Regions from separate parts of the Mus musculus genome. Here regions 1, 3, 4 and 5 are each linked to region 2. Evidence: chromatin contacts called from public Micro-C and promoter capture Hi-C data. All regions are on one chromosome and are shown on one strand. The core of a region is the stretch at or near the end of the contact, and the rest is flanking DNA. Distances in the headings are between cores, read along the strand shown. Region 1 overlaps Ankub1 (ankrin repeat and ubiquitin domain containing 1). Region 2 holds the start of Tsc22d2 (TSC22 domain family, member 2). Region 3 holds the start of Wwtr1 (WW domain containing transcription regulator 1). Region 4 holds the start of Med12l (mediator complex subunit 12-like). Region 5 holds the start of Rnf13 (ring finger protein 13).

Region 1 (2,700 bases), core at 168-2,667, 740 kb before region 2:
ACACACAAATAAAAATTCTAAAATTACATAGAGGAATAAGCAGAATTGTGAGACCATTATTTCTTATTCTACAGACCCAGATGAAAAAGCAAAATATTGATAGTTGACACCCTCAGGGTGCCTCCTGAGGTTTCAATTTGCAACAGCTCCATTTGGTGTGATGTAATTTGTGATTTTAAATCTTGATACCAACCAGGGTTTCCTATAGGAAGAGACCAAGTGCTTAGGGGGCCAGGGAGAGTTATTACTGTACATCTTTTTATACTTCTGATCGTTAAGTCACATAATGTATTGGCTATTTTAGGGTAAATAAATAAGCCTAACAGTATGAATATAAAAACCAAGGTTTCCATTTCCTCTAGAAAAGCTGCAAAACCTGGCATAAAAGAGCCCTAGTCCTGGGTGGCAGCTGACATGAAATGTGGCAGGCATTACCGATATCAGTCTGGTAATCCTTGAGGGTGTTGCAGTCATACATCTCCAGTCCCGTTGGTGTCCGGAGACAGTAGACACTCACAGGGAAGCCGCATCTCAGAGTTACCAGCATTCTCAGGTCAGACACCTTTTTATCCAAGAGAGACATGTTCTCCATTATTGGCATCATCTCCTGGGTCACGGCATTGAACACATAGAGAGTGGGTTTGTCTTCCTTCTGCAGGAGAGAAAAGGGGACACTCACTGTCCGAGGGTTGTTAGGGATGCAGGACTCTGAGCATTTCTCCTTCCCAGGATGTGTGTGCAAAGTGGGGAAATATAAAGCCACTTTTCTTCTGTGGCTTGGTTTCACTCCCTGCCCTGAGGACATCACTTGGCCCCTGCTTTGAGCCAAGGGATGAAGACTCAGGGCTCTGGGGTTTATGCTACAGATCCAGATCTAGAAGTGGAGTGCGGCCAGCTTGTATCCTGTGCTCCCAGAGCAAACAGAACAGAGAGCACTTCTCCACTCTTCTGTGCTTAATGTGGAGAGACTGGGCTTTTCACCTTTGGCCAATTAAAAAAGTCCCTTTTCTGAGGTTCTGTCCGGAGGCTGGATCCAAGTGAGAACACAAGGAACAGTTTTCTTAACTGTGTCTGTTCTTCCTCATCTGCGTGGCCTGCTTCTTATCGAACACACTAGAGTTACTATTATTACTTACTAGTGATGTAACACAAAATACCAAATACAAATACTGTAAAACAGAAATACCTAATATAGATTTTTTTTTCAGTTTCATTATTCCTTTTATTTTAGAGTCCAAATAGGAAAGCAAGTAGAATTGAGACATCAGAAGTAAAAATGTTAAGTTGAGGGAATGTTAATCCTCTCAGCAATACTTGAACCAACCAAGCCCAAGGAGGGGGCGGGGAAATAGGAGTACCTTTCCAGCAGTCTGGAGAAGTGAAACTGGCTATACTTCCCCTTCAGTGGTGGCAGGACTGTTAACATTTGTCTTCAGCAGTCTTTCGGTGGCTGAGCACATGCAAGGGCATGGCACGGCCCCAGAATGTCTCCACCACAGAGGTTTTCGTAGAAGTGACTACCTGAGTTTCAAGTCCTTCATGCAATTTCAGCCAACCCAGCCACTTACCACACCTTGCCTGTAGTTATAGGACTTGAGAGGTTGGGAGGTAGAGGCAGTAGGATCAGGAGTTGAACACCAGCCTCATGTACATAGAAAGTTTTCTACATAACTGTCTCAAGAGACAAAAGCCAACCCAAAGCTAAATTCTTCTCGGGTTCTCCTGGAGCCTGTTCCTGCTTACAGTATGTTAACTCCATTCCTCTTCCCGGATACCACTGTCATAATATAACATACACATCTCAGAAATTCTTAGAGGAATGATGTTACTGATGAAATATGAGTTTCCAGTATTTTGATTGAGAGTGCATTTCATTGACTGAAACCAGTTGAACGGGTTCAGGGTTTCTTCTGTTACACATGAAGCCAGCCTGGCAAGCTGTGCCCAGTGGGCTAAGTGTTCTGAGCATAGGTTGTAATAATCTCAGTCTCACTCAGTAAGAACATTCATGCTTCCCTTGGCTCCCTCAGGTAAGTATCTGACAAATTTGTCCCAGAAATACTTATAGTCAGGCAGAAGTTATTATACAATGTAATTAAAAGACAGTGGAGAGGGGCTGTCTTTTAATGGTACAGTGTCTTAGAGCACTTGCTGCTTTTCCACAGGACCCAAGTTCAGTTCCCAGCACACATATCAACACATCAGGCAGCTCACAAATGCCTGTAAATCCACTTTGGTGCCTCTGATTTTTTTTTTCTAGTCTCTGTGGGCTCCACACATATGTTGGGTGGTGGTGGTGGTGGTGGTGTGTGCCTGGGTTACTTCCCACCTCAAATGGTTGATGTTCTTGAATGAATACACACACACACACACACAAACACACACACACACACACACACATACACACACACACTTCAGTGTTTATATTTTAATGTGCCTCAAGCAACACAATAGCTGAGCAACTTCCTAACCTCCATGCTGCTAGAATCTACTTCCTGCTGACAATTCCGAGTTGTTATTTACTAACTCCTACATTCCATCTTGGCTGCTCTTAACTCTGATTAGTCAACCCTCTGGGTCACATTTTCTGGGCCACTCTTCTTGCTTCTCTACTCCATGGCAGGCTCTATGAATGGACCCTGCATGGTGGCTCTCCTTCTTCTTCCTCCTGGGCCCAAGCCCCGGAAATCCTAAAATCCC
Region 2 (2,700 bases), core at 88-2,587:
ATTGGTTTATATACTGACCTCTGTCACTTGGGTTTGAAGGACAGTTTCTATTGAGTTTAAAATATCTATCTCCATACATTACAGCTAAATACCTAGAAAGTGTTGTGTAAATTTTAATTTTCAATCCGTTTTTGGATCAAAGAGTTCTTTAAAGATTAGAGAACTGAGTAAACTACTTTAAACGAGTCAGCCTGATATGATCTCTAAAAGCTGCAACAAATCTGACATCTTAATTTCCAGCAAAACTTCTCAGATTTTAGCTAACTTAGAGTTGTTTTCATGTGTCAAGAGTTCAAGAGTGGTCGGTGTTTAAAATAACATCCTCACTCTCCCAATGTGGAGACACTTGCCAGCACTTGGGAGGCAGAGGCAGGAAGCTCACTACAAGTTCAAGGCCACTTTGGTTTAAGTAAGTAGCCTGGGCTACAAGAGGTCTCATAACAACAAGACTCGATTTTGATTGGGAAGTAGCTACAAGATGGAAAAATTCAGTGGCACTTTCAGAGCTGCTGTCTGACTTAGTAGTGGAAGAAAAAGGTATTCTCTTACTGTGCATGATCCAAAGCAAACCAAAGAACAACATGGCTCTAACAGGAGCCTTAGAACAATCAAAAGAGCTACACTTATTTAACACTGTAGGCTTTTCAACGTTGGAACCTATAAGCAGATTTCATGTTCAACGTCTCGAAAGTTTAAATGAACTCTTCCAGCCTTGAACCACAACAAGTGAAAATTTGGAATATGTTATTAACTCCTAATCTTTTTCGAAACCGACTTTACTTTGGGCAAGTAACCATCCCTGTCGCCGCCGCTTTTTATAGACAGAATTTCTGTCTGAAAGATCATCTTTCTAACTCAGTCTGGCTTGATGTTCTGTGTTAGTCACCCTCGTTTCTCTTAAATCTCACTTCTCCCACTATCCTAGTTAACATATATTTTCAGGACTTTTAACCCGGTTCGCTTTCTCCAGCTATGCACCTCTTCGGCAGCTGGATCGCCCTACTTTTTTCCCCTATCGCCCAGGTTCCTCTAAGACTATGCTAAACATTAGACCGAGCACATGACCTCCAGTCATCCAGGATCGCCACACGCCGGCCCTAAACCATGCGATGCCCCAGGCTTACAAATTAAAACCGTCTTCTGGCTTTTCCTCTCCTAGTGAACCTGCAGTGTGGAAATTTAAATTTAAAAATTTTTTAAATAAAAGAACCCGCTCCCTTTTCTCTACCCCCTTGGCCCCGCCCACGAACCCCCCTCAAGCCTCCACGCGAAGCCGCAGGAAACCGGAGGGGGCGGGGCGGTGACGTCACGACGCCGGCGCGTCACGGAACGGCGGCGGCTGCGGCGCTGGCGGTGGCTGCGGCAGCGGCGGCATTTTAGTCTGCGGCGGCAGCGGCTGCGGGGCTGCTGCTCCTCCCAGCATCCCTGGCGCGGCCATTTCAGCCCCATCTTGGCCGAGTGGAGGGAGCTGCAGCCGCTGCTTCAGCAGTTTGAATTTCTGTTTTGTTTTGTTTTGTTTTTTCCCTCCGGAGTCTCCGAGCCGGCCGCGCCGCGGAGAAGCGGAAGGCGCCGCCACCGGTTCCCCTCACGCCGCCGAGCACCTCCGCTCGCTTGCCGTTCCTTCAGCCGCCGCCGCCGCCCCTCACGCGCCTCAGAGCCGCGAGGAGGCCGGGCCCGCCGCCGCCGCGGGTGGCTCCCTGAGGGAGGCCAGACTGCCGGCCTTCCCCGCCCCCGAGCGGGCTTCCGCCGCCACCGCCGGCATGGCCCCCGGACTGCGCTCGGGCTAGAGCCCGGGACGGAGGGCTGCCTCCCGCCGCGGACCTCCAGCCCCGTCCGTCAGGAAGCGCCGGTCCCGGCCTCGCCGCTCCGCCTTCTTCCTCCGCGTCGCCGCGCGGGAGCAGCCGCGGGACCCGGCCAGGAGAGCCCGAGCGGGGCAGAACCGCCCCTCACGCCGCCGCCGCCGCCTCCTGCGCCCTGCGCTCCACCCCCAGCCGGGCCTGCTGACCGCGCCGAGCGCCGGGCTGGACTGACCGCGGAGGCTGAGCTGTTGGAGCAGCCGGCCCGCCCCTGGACCACGCTCGGGCCGTCGCTGAGGAGTTGAATTGAGGCACCCCTGCCGCGGGAGGTGAGGAGGGAGGAGGAGGATGTCGCGCCGAGACGCCGGCGCCCAGAGCAGCCCGTGACTTGGCGGCGTGGGCCGTAGACCCAGGCGCGAACTCGGACTTTGTCTTTGGGGGCCCGTGCTCGGCCCTTCTCGGTTTCCGGTGGGGTCCCAGAGGAGCCTCTGCCCTCCAGCCTCTTCCACCATGTCCAAGATGCCGGCCAAGAAGAAGAGCTGCTTCCAGATCACCAGTGTCACCACGGCTCAGGTGGCCACCAGCATCACCGAGGACACCGAGAGCCTGGACGACCCGGACGAGTCGCGCACGGAGGACGTGTCCTCCGAGATCTTCGACGTTTCCCGGGCCACGGATTACGGCCCGGAGGAGGTGTGCGAGCGTAGCTCCTCGGAAGAGACGCTCAACAATGTCGGGGATGCGGAAACTCCCGGGACCGTGTCCCCGAACCTCATCCTGGATGGGCAGCTGGCAGCCGCTTCAGCTGCGCCCGCCAACGGAGGCGGCGGTGGCGTGTCGGCCCGGAGCGTGGCGGGGGCACTCGCCCAGACCCTGGCGGCGGCCGCCGCTTCGGTGTCCACTC
Region 3 (2,700 bases), core at 25-2,524, 840 kb before region 2:
GTACAACTCCCAGAGATTCATCCCCTACTTTTTTATCTTAGCAGATCTCTGAAGCACCTTGGAAGAGTCAGTCTCTCAGTCTCTCTCTGTCTCTCTCTCTCTGTCTCTGTCTCTCTTTCACACACACACACACACACACACACACACACACACACACGCCACGAACACACGAGCGTCCAGGGCATCACAACTTTGCCCCTCTTGACTGCCGGCAGACTTACTTAAGGAAGTATCTCTGGCCAGTGGCCGTGAAGGTCATCTCCCACCCGGGGGGCAACGGCAGCTCGTCGGTCACGTCATAGGACTGCTGGCGGAGATGTGCATGCTGCTGTGCAGGGCCTCCAGCGGCTCCCGCACCGGTGCCCAGCTGCAGGGATGCGGGCGACGAGTGCGAGCGGACGTGCTGCGCGCCGCCAGCTAGTCGAGGCCCCGGGTGGCCGCCTGATGAGTCTGTGCTGGATTGGCGCGAGTGCGAGCCGGAATCGGGCTCCTTAAAGAAGGACTCCGGGAGGATCTTTTTCCGCCATGAGCTGGGCTTGGGGTTCATGACAGAGTTGAAGAGGGCTTCGAGGTCGGTGTCCAGGTCCTGCGTGACGTGGATGACTTGCTGCCCTGGCGGCGGGAGCGGATGGGGCACCGAGGACGGATTCATCTTTCTACAAGAAAAAAGAAAGATCAGATCAGCCTTTTGGTGCAAGTCAGAGGAGGAGGGGGTAGTCCCGGGGAAGGACAGAGAGAACCTAGAGACAGTTAGGTATGGGTCCAGGGACCAGCCGGTGGGGGAGGGGGCGCCCCTGGCCTCCGAGATTATGCAACTTTCCCGCAACAGAGAAGCTCCCCTGAGCAGGCAGCCGCGGGAGGAAGGGGGGGGGGGGTGCCTGCACCAGACCCAGTCGCAGCTTCCCCTGCCCAATACCCCCACCGGCAACCCCAGGCGTCCCGACTGCGGTCGTCTAAGAGCCGGACGCCACAGAGGGTGCGGGGCGCGGCGGGAGCTACCTGGGGACTCGGGGAAGCCAAGCCTGGGCGCCTCCCGAACTGACGAGCTGGAACCCGGTCCCGGCTGGCAGATCCCGAGCGGATTCCCAGCAGCCGAAGGCTTATCCTCTTACATCCCCGGAACCGGCCTCGGGCGCTCCCACTGCGCGAGGAGGCGACAGAGAAGACGTAGACGAGCGCAGCCGCCGCGGCTCCCGGACTGTCCCATAAACAAAGTTTGAAGCAAACTCCCACCCTTAGGAAAGAGGCGGGCCGAAAGTGGAGCTGTTGAATTATGCATGACCTCCTGGCCGGAGCCAGCCTGCCCCACGCCCCTCCTCTTCCTCCTCCTCCCACCCTAGCCCGGCTGGCGGGGGTGGGCTGGGCACTTCGCAGCTCGGGAGAGACCGTGCCCCCGCCCCGCCGCGCCGCTCCGACCTCTCCCGCCGAGCGCCTATCTGCATTCCTTTGAGTTTACCACTGACTTGGGGCGGGATCAAAGAGAAAATGGTTCAAGCCTGTTAAATCAAGGGGTTATGGACAAAAACCAAATCGGAGAATAACGGAGGGCCCTCGGTTGAGGGTCCAAGGCCCAGAATGAGTCTGTCCTGAGCGCTTGCCCTCGTCTTAAGGGGAGCGCCCAGCACCCGGAATGTGGCACGGGGCGCGGATCTGCCAGAGGTCGGACCGGGGCGCACCCTGGCTCAGGGAGACACCCGCGAGGCCAGACTTTCCACGGAAGGCTGCTTAACGCTTGTGACCATATTTGGTCTGCTGGGGAGACAACTTGGCTGTTTGGCTTTCAGTTGTCTGCGAGACGGTTTCCCAAAAAGTGCCGCTGTTGCTGAAGATGCGGCTTCACCGAGGAGTCGATTGTAAACTACCAACTTTCAAGCCTTTCATCAATCCTTAGAAGGCCGAGACAAAGCTGCGTTCTAGAAGGCCAAGCAATTGCGCCCCCTTCCCTCCTCCCGCGGCGTTTGCGAGGGTAGTGGGAGGATTGGAATGTCCCTGGGTCGCTCTAGGGAGCCTGGAACTGGAATGGAACAGGGGCAGGTGGCTAGGATAGAGAGGGTGTGCCAGTGACCCGGAAAAAGCCACACAGCCTCCCACCCGACTGGACATGGGCCAGAGGTGGAGACCCCAGCCTTTGGAGAGAGGAGGTCTGGCCTGGTAAGACAGCTGCCGGGAAGAGGGAGGAGGCCTTGCCCTTCCCACTGCCAGCTGCTCAACTATTCCTTCTCTCCAAGAAAGGGTGGCTGCTTTTTAAGTTACATTCCAGAAAGCCCCTACCCGACCCACAGATTCTAATAGACAAGTTTATTAGATAGGTTAAATGAGGCAATACACGCAAAGCACTTTGCTTAGCCAAGGCTGCATGGAAGTTTGTCAGCAGAATTGTATCAAATGCAGGCACTGTGCCTCACCATATTAAAGAGAGACATAAAAGTCAAAATTAAATCCACAGTTGACAGTGCTACAGGAAAATGAAGACAACTGTGACCTAACAGCAAGGTGAAGGGACAAATGCAAGCCACTCCATCATTTTTACTTTAAGACAGAAGAGAGAACAAAACTGTGGCTCAGCTGGAAAAGATCCTTTCAGGCAATTCTGACAACCTGAGTTCGAATCCCACACACTACATGGTAGAAGGAGAGAACCAACTCTAGCCCCCACATGAGCCCCCAACACATTTTTTTTTAATTTTGAGACCATCTTTG
Region 4 (2,700 bases), core at 11-2,510, 590 kb after region 2:
GTGGAATGCGCGCTCTGCGGCTGCGAAAACCCGGAGAGGCAGATGGGAGCGCTCGAGGCGCTCGCAGCCAACTCCTCCGCGGTCCGGCCGCCAAGCTGGGCATGCTCAGTGCGGCCGCCGCGCCGCCGTCCGCCAACTCGGGAGCTCGCGCTCCCGGGCCGTGGGGGCGAGAACGCTGGCGACAGCGAGCGACGCCCCCAGGCAGCCGCAAACTTCGCGGCGTCCGCAGTCTGGCGAGCCAGACACCTCGCAACGTCAAATCCAATTCCCCAACCCTAACGGAGCGATGGAGGCTGCGGCCGCCAGGGCGTCCCGGCTGCCCGCCCCTGCCTAGCCGCTAGCTAGGGACCAACAGGTAAACTGTTGGGGGTGGGGATCAGGGCGCGCGACGTCTAGGGGTGGCCCGGGGAGCCCAGTCGCCCGTGCTCCCGATGTGTCCGTCGGTGCTCGCGGCCACCTCTGCTCACCCCCTCCCCAGCCCCGGGAGGGCCAGCAAAGGGTTAAGTCGGCCCCGCGCCACAGCGAGCGCGGCCCCCTCCAGCCGCCGCGGCCGCTGCAGCCGGCAGCCAGCAAAGCGCCCCGGCGCCGCCGAGGGGACCCGCGCAGCTCGTGCACTGGCTGAACCCGGAGGCACCGGCCTCGCTCGGCGTCCGCATCCTCGCCTCTCGCGGCCTCTCTCCCTCCGCGTCCGCGGTTCCGTGCCCGGGCGGCGGGTCCTCCGAGTGCAAAGCTGCGAGCGCCGGGCATGGCGAGCCAGGAAGTGGGCGCGGGCCGCTGCGCAGCACCTCGCGTGCCCGAGGACGCCTAGCTCTCGGCGGGCACCGAGCCTCCCGCCTAGGCGCCAAGAAAAGTTTTTTCCCCCTTTATGCCCCTCCCCCACCCCAGCCTGGGCCCCTCTGGGTGGGTTTGGGTTCATTGGTGAAGAAAGTCACACGTTCCCATCATCTGCTCCTCCCCCTGGGGACCGAGTGGGGGTGGCGGGAGGCCGTGGCCGCGGCGGACCCTGGCCGACCTCCAGCCCGGGCGCCGCCGCCGCCGCCCGCGGAGCAGGCGTCCCGGGGCTCGGCGCAGCGGGGTGCCCACGAAGGCGGCCCCCCTGAGCGCGTCTGCGCGCGGGCAGCGGCCGTCTCCAACCTGCTTTTTCTCCTGCCTGCAGCGCCACGGCGAGCCAGAGTGGAGGGAAGAGGGAGTCTGTCTGCAAAGTGCTGCTCCCTGGTGCTCAGAGGCGGCTGCTCCAGCTCCAGCTCCAACTCTCATTCATTTCGCCGGTTAACATGAGAGATCATGGCCGCCTTCGGGCTTCTCAGCTATGAGCAGAGACCGCTGAAGCGCCCGCGGCTCGGGCCGCCCGACGTCTACCCGCAGGACCCTAAGCAGAAGGAGGTAAGGGCGCCGGCGGCCTCCGCGGTTGTGCGGCGCTCCGCAGCGCTGACCCGGGGCCAAGCTGGCCCGGCGGGCGTCCCCGGCGCTGCGGGGGAAGGGCTGGGGAGGGGATCGGAGGCGGGGCCCGGGTTAGGGTATCAGGGACCCTGAGCTACTGAGACCCGGAGCCTGCCAACCCCCGCGCTCCGCTGGGCGATCGCTCTGCGGGGGGCTGGGTCGCTTCCCGGTTGTCGGGCCTTGCACTGCGCCGCTGGGCGCTTTACCGCTTCTACCTCGCTAGCATCTTCTTGCTCGCTTTCCTCCGTTTTTGCTTGTTTTATTGTTTTTTACTCCGTCGCTTCGATAAATCCTCGTAAACTTTTTGACAAATGCTGGAATGCAGTACATCGGACACTGTGGTCTTGCGTTTTGCGCCAGCGGTATGGGTACGGATGGGGGAGGGACCCTTATCACATCCTCCACTTTGGAATGGAAGTCGTTTTTTAGCGAGGTGATCATATATTTGGCTCGGTGAATGTACCTCTGTATCTCTCGCCTTTAAAAAAAATTTAAGAAAACAATATTGAAGAGAAACACCGAATTTTGTTTCTAGAGAGACAAATTGGCTTTCCCGGAGGCTGTTTTGTATGTGTAAAAGCAGACAAGTTATCTTAGAAAGGAATAGCTTCCAGATTACTTATTTTCTTTGAATGAAATTAAATGGAGAAACCTTGGCTGTTGCACATACAGTAGCTTCAGTGGTTATTGTAAGCTATGTAGGTATGTGTCAGGAGTTAAAAAGTAATTATGTAACAACTCTCCAGCCATAATAATGATCGCCCTTGGCTATACAATTTGCCCAGAGACTTGCCTATCTTCTCTTTTTTGGTTCCCCTGCTCCCCAGCTGTCCTTTGAGACTTTGCCAGCTACAGCCCACCCATCTTCTCTTTTCTATAGTTAAGCATGAAACTGCCATGTATTCTAGTCTTCCCGTGAGCCTGGAAAGTCTATAAAAGTTTGCGTGTCCCCTGATTTCACAAGAGGACTTTGCAAGTCAGAGTTCTTTCAGGCTTCTATTTTGATAAATGTATCCGTCTCTTTAGTAGAGGCTCAGCCCAGACTGGCTAATAATGTGTCTGAGAAATCATCACGAGCAATTCCTTTTGGCCTTCTCCCATTGAGTTTGAGGGTCAGGGAAGTCGATTGAAGATGGCTGGGAAGTTTACAGGTGGGCAGCATGTGCTTATGCAGCTCCTAAGGTCTGGAAAGAAGAGAGACTCTAAAGACCAAGTGTAAAGAAAGGTGATTTTAAAAGTTTTGGCAGGGATAGGGACATT
Region 5 (2,700 bases), core at 172-2,671, 680 kb before region 2:
TGAATACAGAAGCAAAATGTTCTCTTCTTAAGAGTTTCTATTTAAGGAATTAGCAACTGGCTTTATTTTTTGTCCTTAAAAAAACTTTTATATTATGGAAGAAATCTAATTTAATATAGAAAACCATTTTGAGAGAATTTAATTAAAGATGCATCAAAAGATATAGCACCTCTCTGTATAGTACTCTAGCCTTCATAACAATATTCCCAATCTCGACCTTCATGACTTTGTCAAAGCACAGTTATATAGTTGTGAATGTCTTCTTCCCAATACATGAAAAATACATTAACTATACAATTATGGGCTATGCAGCTGAAAATGTTTTTGATGGTCCTTATTATTCTAATCTGATTCTTTTTTGTTCCCTCCCTTTTCTGTAACCCAGAGTCTAGTGCTTGCTAGGCAAGTGCTCTGGGTGCTGACTGTGAACTCAATCTTCAATCCCTTACATTTGTTTTCTTAAATTGCTTGAGTGGTATTTAGAGTAGATTCTAGTTTAAAAGGCACAAGAAAAAAGAATAGGAAATCTTTCTATTCTTGTTCCCCACCTACTTAGGGCTCCTGAAGCAAACGAGGCTATAAACAACTTACATTCCTGTAATAACTCCCCCCACAACCAAAATCCAAACATGTTAATTAAATATTTGATGCCAGTATGGGCCTCAAAGATGCTTTATTAGGGCCAGTTCGATTAGGGCATGTCAGAATCTTTGCATCAAACCGCATTAAAAACAAAAGGCAGTAGTTTAGGAGCTGTTAATGTTGATGGCCCAATAGGTCATTTCAATCCAAGAACTCTGCTTTTTCAGACTAGGGGGTGAAAAAGTATGAGAACTCAAGGGATGAGATTTTCGTTCCTCAAAAGGTGACATGGTTTTTGAAAGGCTGTTTTGAGGACTGAATCGCGTGGTTGGACTTTGGCTAGTCAAGCAGTGAGCTGATCAGCCCGGCTCCCTGCCAGGCCTCGTGGTTCTTGCATAAACCTCGGGCGGTTAGTTCTAACCCGACCTGGATTCCAGCGCAAGGCGTCACCCGGAGTTCCCCGCCCTCATCGGCCCTCTCCCGGGAGGGTGCAAGACACTTCGCGGCTCTTCGGCCTCGGATCGCTGCGGGCCACTCAGACACACAGCCTTCGCTAGGGCCTCACTCTGCAAGCCAATCATCTGCGGATCAGGCTGGGGCAGTCCAGGGTGGCTTCTCCACCGCACCCAGGGCTTCCAAAAGCCGTCCCTCCCTCATCTTCCCCGTTCCTAATAGGGATGATGTATCACGCGGTTCAGAACGACACTCAAAAACTGGGCAATTCTCCCAACCCAGCAGAGGCAGGCTGCGCGACTCCGCGAGAGGGGCGGGGCCGTGACGGGCAACATCACAGCCCAATAATATTTCTTTACCTCCGAGTATGGGCCAATGAGGCATGGGAGGCGGGACTTCCGCTTGCCCGCTGTTGTGGTCCCTTCTCCGACTTGCTTGGGTAGGGGCTCAGTGCGGATACTCAGTCATGAAGTCCGGGTAGCGACTTCTCTTGGGTGGCCGTGAGCCTAGGTTCCGGGGGCGGACTTCAGGTAAGAACCAGCGTGGCTCCGCAGCGGTAGGCGGGGGTTGTCGGGCCTGGCCGGGAGAACACACCCACTCCGGCCTGGGTGCGGTAGCCCGAGGTGGGGACGGTCGGGCTCCTCTGCTACGTGCAGTGACAGCACAGGCCCGTGCGGGAGAGGAGTCCTTAGCATCCCATCCTGCGGGCTGGTAGATCTGAAGTTGTCGGGCTATGGATTTTGCTTCCCACGGCCCCTTCCAGAGGTCCCCGTGGCCTGGAAAGATACTTGGAAGACTTCTCTAGTCCAGGACTTGCCTCTTAAGTCCTCGGCGAAAATACTCTCGGGCTGTTTTGTCTTTAAAAAGAAGAAGAAGAAAATCTCATCGCTTGCTTCCTTCCTTTTCTCACCCACTCCCCTTTCCTTCCGTAAAAGCTCAGCTCACAGGCTTGGACGTGACCTTGCTAGGGCCACATACTGCCTTTTTTTTTTTTTTTCCTACCCAATGTTGGAAGTCCGAACTTTTTTGCAAGGACGCTTATTGAATTGATCTGCCCCTGAGAGGGAAACAACTTTGCTGCATGTTCTCTGCTTGCTTATGGTCAATTGCCCTATTTTCTTCTAATCTGGCAGTAGTTAATTTCCATAACTCCCATTTTAATCTTCAATTTCAGCACCGTGGGCAGCTGCTATAGGCTGATGTCTGCCCCAAACCTGCCTGGATTATACTGTTTTCTACCAGTGATGCAGCAGTTCCAGTGGAAACTGCGTTCCTTTCAGCAGTGCCCAGAAGACAGCTGCACTTTCTGATACAATACAGTAAAGTGGCCGTGCCTCCCAAGAGCCAGTAGAGACAGGCTATTTAAAGATTTAGGGAAGAACTTTTGAGAGTTTAATTGGCCACAGGGTCATTGTTTATTTATTTGAGACATGGTCCTTACATGTAGCCCAGTCTGATCTCAGACTTCCATTCTTTTGCCTCAGCTTACTCAGTACTGGAATTACTAGCCATCAAGCCTTGTTTAAAGACAGTTTTTAATGGGTCAAAAAGAATTCATTTCAGAGGACTGTGGTCTTTAAATAGGAGTTGAGTGTGGAGGGCCACAGGGATTCATTAATAGACTTTTTTCTTCTTTTTATAATCTATGGCCATAGAGTTAATTTC

The links. Promoter capture Hi-C pulls out the DNA fragments that hold promoters and counts their contacts. Hi-C and Micro-C count contacts between places; a contact is called where the count stands out from the background.
Region 1: a promoter capture Hi-C map of pre-B cells shows a contact between it and region 2, with 3 times the contacts expected there. The contact joins the enhancer-like site here to the promoter of Tsc22d2 in region 2. A contact is called at or near these places in 5 of 39 promoter capture datasets (the C10 cell line, the SN4741 cell line, embryonic stem cells and 2 more) and 11 of 115 datasets of contacts at active chromatin or transcription factors (the 230-238 cell line, astrocytes, bone marrow-derived macrophages and 7 more).
Region 3: a Micro-C map of embryonic stem cells shows a contact between it and region 2, with 4 times the contacts expected there. The contact joins the promoter of Wwtr1 here to the promoter of Tsc22d2 in region 2. A contact is called at or near these places in 1 of 39 promoter capture datasets (liver), 6 of 484 Hi-C or Micro-C datasets (embryonic stem cells, myocytes, nephron progenitors and 1 more) and 3 of 115 datasets of contacts at active chromatin or transcription factors (all in embryonic stem cells).
Region 4: a Micro-C map of embryonic stem cells shows a contact between it and region 2, with 8 times the contacts expected there. The contact joins the promoter of Med12l here to the promoter of Tsc22d2 in region 2. A contact is called at or near these places in 2 of 39 promoter capture datasets (the HPC-7 cell line and hippocampal neurons), 5 of 484 Hi-C or Micro-C datasets (cerebellum, embryonic stem cells and pre-megakaryocyte-erythroid progenitors) and 3 of 115 datasets of contacts at active chromatin or transcription factors (astrocytes and embryonic stem cells).
Region 5: a contact with region 2 is called in a Micro-C map of embryonic stem cells, with 6 times the contacts expected there. The contact joins the promoter of Rnf13 here to the promoter of Tsc22d2 in region 2. A contact is called at or near these places in 11 of 39 promoter capture datasets (the 3T3-L1 cell line, the C10 cell line, cranial neural crest and 6 more), 13 of 484 Hi-C or Micro-C datasets (CD4 T cells, CD8 T cells, the N1E-115 cell line and 8 more), 15 of 115 datasets of contacts at active chromatin or transcription factors (the 230-238 cell line, astrocytes, bone marrow-derived macrophages and 9 more) and 2 of 9 other capture datasets (adipose tissue and embryonic stem cells).

Annotation. Positions count from the first base shown.
Region 1 is chr3:57,672,349-57,675,048 of GRCm38.p6, forward strand. It overlaps Ankub1 (ankrin repeat and ubiquitin domain containing 1), which reads right to left. Exons shown (of 4, transcript NM_001033349.2): 3 at 436-652. Among named protein-coding and RNA genes, the nearest start is that of Ankub1, 19 kb to the right of the region's middle. Within about 2 kb of position 1,418, at least 52 of the 459 cell types and tissues checked have an H3K27ac peak or open chromatin away from gene starts, as enhancers often do. A contact at or near this core is called in the 230-238 cell line, bone marrow-derived macrophages, pre-B cells and 1 more, where this site is marked.
Region 2 is chr3:58,413,383-58,416,082 of GRCm38.p6, forward strand. It overlaps Tsc22d2 (TSC22 domain family, member 2), which reads left to right and starts at 1,338. Exons shown (of 4, transcript NM_001081229.2): 1 at 1,338-2,700. The coding sequence starts at 2,307.
Region 3 is chr3:57,574,602-57,577,301 of GRCm38.p6, forward strand. It overlaps Wwtr1 (WW domain containing transcription regulator 1), which reads right to left and starts at 1,275. Exons shown (of 7, transcript NM_133784.3): 1 at 1,000-1,275; 2 at 222-656. The coding sequence starts at 652.
Region 4 is chr3:59,005,718-59,008,417 of GRCm38.p6, forward strand. It overlaps Med12l (mediator complex subunit 12-like), which reads left to right and starts at 1,261. Exons shown (of 44, transcript NM_177855.3): 1 at 1,261-1,383. The coding sequence starts at 1,285.
Region 5 is chr3:57,734,636-57,737,335 of GRCm38.p6, forward strand. Rnf13 (ring finger protein 13) reads left to right here and starts at 1,422. Exons shown (of 10, transcript NM_001113413.3): 1 at 1,422-1,565.